Linked DNA regions of Mus musculus: region 1 is linked to region 2. Evidence: chromatin contacts called from public Hi-C data. All regions are on one chromosome and are shown on one strand. The core of a region is the stretch at or near the end of the contact, and the rest is flanking DNA. Distances in the headings are between cores, read along the strand shown. Region 1 overlaps Cdkal1 (CDK5 regulatory subunit associated protein 1-like 1). Region 2 has its middle 31 kb from the start of Prl.

What was found. Hi-C and Micro-C count contacts between places; a contact is called where the count stands out from the background.
Region 1: a Hi-C map of embryonic fibroblasts shows a contact between it and region 2, with 3 times the contacts expected there. The contact joins two enhancer-like sites. A contact is called at or near these places in 2 of 484 Hi-C or Micro-C datasets (cranial neural crest and embryonic fibroblasts).

Annotation. Positions count from the first base shown.
Region 1 is chr13:29,829,864-29,832,563 of GRCm38.p6, forward strand. All of the region lies in intron 4 of Cdkal1 (CDK5 regulatory subunit associated protein 1-like 1), which reads right to left. Among named protein-coding and RNA genes, the nearest start is that of Cdkal1, 24 kb to the right of the region's middle. Within about 2 kb of position 1,393, at least 46 of the 459 cell types and tissues checked have an H3K27ac peak or open chromatin away from gene starts, as enhancers often do. A contact at or near this core is called in embryonic fibroblasts, where this site is marked.
Region 2 is chr13:27,025,425-27,028,124 of GRCm38.p6, forward strand. No RefSeq gene overlaps it. Among named protein-coding and RNA genes, the nearest start is that of Prl, 31 kb to the right of the region's middle. Within about 2 kb of position 1,402, at least 26 of the 459 cell types and tissues checked have an H3K27ac peak or open chromatin away from gene starts, as enhancers often do. A contact at or near this core is called in embryonic fibroblasts, where this site is marked.

The DNA.
Region 1 (2,700 bases), core at 143-2,642, 2.8 Mb after region 2:
AAACAGCTCTCAAATAGAGGTAGCCTTGAAACTCGAGCATTAGATATGCTAGAACCAACCTCTAATTGTCACAAGTATAGAGAAAATTGAACTTACTCTTGCCACCTAATAACCAATAAATTTAGTTGCTTTCATCAGTATCTTCGGAGAAGTCAGAGAAATAAATTGTTGGACGCCAACCTGGCTTCTGCCAACACAGTTAAGTGCTAGTGAGCTAACCTGCACAGACTCAGACTTCCTTCTAGACCTTGAATACACGAAAGAAACGTGTTCTCAGTTTGAAGACCTTAGCCTATTTCTCAATTAACTGGTATTTTATTCCTTTCATTTGTATTAACTCCATTCAAATTAATTTTCCCATTTGCAACATAATAAATTTCAATTCTCCAGAATAAGGGTAAAATGTTCAAAATAGGAGGCCTGACTTATACCAAAGATGATTTTCCCCCCAAAATAAAATTACTTCTGATCTTCATTATCCACAACTGTATGAATAACTACCCAGTTCCCATGCTTTTTTTTAAAGTTGCTTTTCAATGTCAAGAATAAATCTTTTTCCTGTTTTATATATACTAGACCTAAACTTAAACAGCTAAGCCTTTCATCTTCTCACTTTAAAAAGCACCTAATTAGTTTACCACTACCAGATAATCCACTTCATTTTAAAAACATTAAAGCAAATATAAGCCACTGTCTTTATAGACCATTTATGCACACGAAAAGTCATCAATCCATTTTGTACATAAGAGCAGACAGAGTCTGTAAATTTGTAATTAATCATTCCACATTGCTTCATTTCCTCATTATCTACCCACTGACCAGATAAGCAAGCAAGAGAGAAGGGCAGGTGGACAGAGAGAAGGGAAATAGAAGTCTTCTTGCAAGGGTGAGGGCAGATCTGTCTCCTTGGTTGAATACACAGCATAACAGGCCTGTGATGCACATATATCTAGTGAATAAATGAATCTATAAAGAGTCTGAGCACACTGGACGTCATGTGTTCATCTTATTTATGAATAACTTGTGGTTTGGGAAGATAAGATGGTGTCACTAAGGCCACAGGGTAAGTTGGCCATTCCTGCACAATCTAACACTATGTTTGTGCATTTCCCCCCTCTCACCTACATACGTATTTAAGTTCAATATATCACTCTTTCTAGAACTTGAGCCACATAAAAACAGCTGTGGCTGAAGAATGTATTTGGTGGTTAGTTTTACATTCAGAAAGAAAAAAAAAAATGTCCACACTGAAAACCATCAGGAGGATTAAAACATCAGAGTCCCAAGCCAAACAATCTGGTGGCTGGCGGTAAACACTCATTACTGTGACACACAGGGATTGATCAGGTGGTCCATGACTGTACCAATAATAAAACCTAACTCACTAGAAATGTTCCTGACCAGAGCAAAAGCATTTGCTTGGCCGGTACAGAAGGAATGACAAGTCTGAAAGAAATGCCCAACACTGGCCAGACGCCACAAGGAGTAAGTACAGAAGATGAAAAGAAGCAACAGAGAAAAGTAACGAAGAACTATGTGCCTTTTTACTGAGTCACTGTGAGCATGAAGTCTAGCCTTACACAGCCCATGAATCACAACATCTGAAAAGGACTACAAAGCCATTTTACTTGTTTGTTCAAAGAAAGGGTCTCAAAAACTTAAGAGCTAACTACAAACTACAAACACGCTAAACTGCATTTGCTCAGGCATTATACCAAGTCATTCCTTGTCCTGTACCTAACAACAAACAAGAAGAGCACAAAAAGAAGAAGAAAACACTTATATAACAAGCTCTGTTTGCTCCCCATTAAATGGCATGAATATTAATATAAGCCATTAAAATCCTAATCAAGTGCTTATTGTAAGGAAAAGTATGGTCTGTGCTGGGAACACAAAAGAAGAAGACTGGCCCTTACTCGGGCTCGTCCTAGTAAGAAGCAAAGCATAAACAAGGGCAGTGTGGTCTAGGAGTGGGAAAGAGAGGATGGAGGCCACAGCGCTGCTAAGGAATGACCTGACTGGGGTCTGCGTGGGCCAGGGCAGGCGAGGGAAGAAGAAGATTCCAATAGAGCTTCACACTTGACAGTTCTAATCAAGTGCTTCACCTCAGGCAAAGTTACACACTGCGTGGGAAGAGCCATCACCGGGCCTCTCACTTCTGCCATAGTCAACATGATTCATTTGTGAGAATTAAAAACCTGAGAAAAGATGAGGAAGCTCACTGACTACCAACCATTTTTGGAACAAGACCCCCATATCCTCTGACACCTAATCCCACATTTCTCATCTGACTCACTGACTACCCAAAGAAGCCATCAGAGTTTGCCTCACTTCCTAATGCACACTCACCACAGACAAAGATACACAGGAGTGAAACACATACAACTAAAAGACATCTAAATACGTCCAAACCGATTAAATACGTGTCTGATTCAAATTTCATTAGTATTGCGAGTACATGTAAAGTACTGGAATTTAAAACATCATAGATGGGAAGTTTCTTCATTAAAGCATAATAGCTAATGCCTGGCAGTCATTTACTAGTCATTACAGCAACCATCCTCAACATGAAGAATCACAGGTCTAGAGAAGCCGGCGTCATTGTTATGACAGCATTCCCCAGGTTTTATCAGTGTCTAAATTTATCAGCATCCTTAAGAGTAATAGTTAATCAAAGGCTAGAGAAGAAACAGTTTTAAG
Region 2 (2,700 bases), core at 152-2,651:
TAACTAGTAAATTAGCTCAACTTCTTTTTCCATTTCATTAGAAACAATAATATGGATTCAAGCAAACTTGATGAACTCCTAATGAACTGGAATATTAAATATGCAGAAAAAAGGAGCGCAAAGCAAATTTTAATTTTCCTCCCTTTTACACTGACACATATCATAAATCCAAATTAGTCTAAACTTTCCTCGGTCTTATTCTTTCATTGATTCTCATTTAAGTTTAGAAATAGGAGCTTCGGTCATGGTTACTTGCTCTGTCCTCGATCCAGCTCACCCTTTTCCATTACACTGCCTGTCTCTGCAGAGTGTGTCCTGTGGACCATATCAGTATAACCTATCCTTGCCTTATCCACTACATGTTGTCATTAGAAAGCCCTGGAAAGAAACAGATCAGTAAAATTAAAAAAATATGATGTCAGTGAATTCATTCCCTGAAACTTGCACATTCAATGGTGTCCTCCTAACACAAAGCACTACTCCTTCATAGTGATTTTAGGGAGAGTCTCTGTATTCAAATTCTAGTCATTCTATCTTCCCCTCCTCTCTTTGAACCTAAGGGAGTGCAGTTCATTCACTGCTACCCAATCCCTACTATTTTATTAATAATCTTTCTTTGTACTATTAAATCCCATCGTGTCATCCACTTTCTGTTTGAACTTCACCACACCCTTAACTGAGAGGAGAGACTCAGTCGCGACACATCCCAGGTCAGAATGGACTGTCAGCATACCCTGTGGGGACAATGTCTTGACTATTAATTGATGTAGGAAGGCTTAGCTTATTGTGCCTGACACTCTTCCCCGGCAGGTACTACTGGGCTTTATAAGAAATAATAAACCTCAGAGACAGCCACCAAACAGTATTCCCTATTGTGTTGTCTTCAAGTTCCTCTTAAGTTCCTGCTCTGACTTCTGATAGGAAAGAGGTAGAAGTATAATGATCTGAAAGTATACTCCAAAGAAACATTTTCTTCCATCTCCTCAGCTGCCTTTGGTCAAGGTATTTTATAAAAGAAAGTAGTCAAGATCAGATTCTTAAACCATATAATCTAGTTTTATAAATTGAGGGTTTGGTGTCATGGACAAGGGCCAACTGCTCCCTATGCTGTCAGTGAAAAAGGAATTAAAATACAGTAGAATTCCTAGTTGCTGGCAAAGCAAAGCCTTCTGGTATTAAGTAAACGGATGAGATGATGAAGATATTAGTTGCAGATCTTCAAGGAAACCTTTGAGATGTTCATGGGAGTCAACTTTGAACTTTTGTAGGTACAGGAGCTCAATATTTGTAATCAGAAATATATCTTCTGTCCATGTTGACTTTCTTTTCAGTCATGCTGTACACACGTGGCTGAAAATGTAACCACTAGAAGCTTGGAGTTCCCTCCTCCTAGTAACTATATTCAAAATGCCATAGGGTTTTACAGTATTAGTCATGTACCAGTCTGTGAGCAGCTACAGCTAGTTCTATATTTGATCTTTAGAAGAAGCTTTCCTCATGCAGCTCAAGTAGGCCTTGAATTCAACTTGTTATTTGGATAATGGTGACTGCTGATTTCTGGGTTTCTCAATCAGCACCAACATACCTTGCCTACACATAGTTGGTCAAGCTTAAAATTGTTGGCCATCCTTAAGGTAGGATATCAGGAGCCTTACTACCACAAATACATAGATTTGAGTTGAAGATAAATTATTCTTAAAAGAAAAAAAAAAAAGAACTTCCCTCAGAAAACAGAACTAACAGAATGTTCCATAGGGAGAAGCAATAGATATCTAGTATAGAAGCAAGTATGGATTCGGTTATTAAACTAATTTATATTCCACATACACCACCATCCCCCAAAAAACACTGGGCTAATTCAATCTTTGTTTAATGGGAAGAAAAGAAGAAAATATCAAACTAGATACATCACTGGCAGGTGTGCATACAGAATTTGCAGATCTCAGAGTGTTTCCTGTGCCCTGTCTCACAGATCAGGCGCTCTGCATTGAGAGTTCCAAATTACTTAGTCAGAGCTTGTGAATCAGACAAATTTTGTGAACTCCAAGATTGTAAAAATCACTTTGAGAACATGCATTGTGTGCCTATGTTGTTAATAAGATGAAGTATAAAAAGTACACTGGAAACATTTAGAAATCTCTGTGGAAATTTAGCCAGAGACCTACCAAGATATATTTCTGGGCCAAAGGCCAAAGTTTCTCAATTGGTCATGTGTTCTGCTCTTGAATCTACATTTTACCCAGGACCTTGGGGTCATTTTAATACTAAAAATAAAGCTTCCAACCCTCTTTGAAAACAACTTGACTAAGAGTTTAAACATAATATAATAAAATAAAATCCTGGTTGTATACACTCACTGATTCAGACATGGATGACTAGTACAAAAGTCATATACTAGGGATCATGAAATTGGAGATAGTTCTGACACATTAGTGGGTTTTCTGTGCTGAAATTCTGAAGACAAATAAAAAATAAAAAAAAACAAAACAAGAAACAACAACAACAAAAACAAAACAAAACAAAATCAAACAAAAACAAAACAAAACAAAACAAAAACCCACCAGAAAAGTCCCTTGCATTCATGGTAAAGAGATTCATGCAAAGGATGCCAGAACACTCTGTGCCTCTTAGTATGTTAATATGAAATTTTAAAATGATTCTTAACGTTAGGAAAAAATTCAAACTTGGAAACTGAGCAGA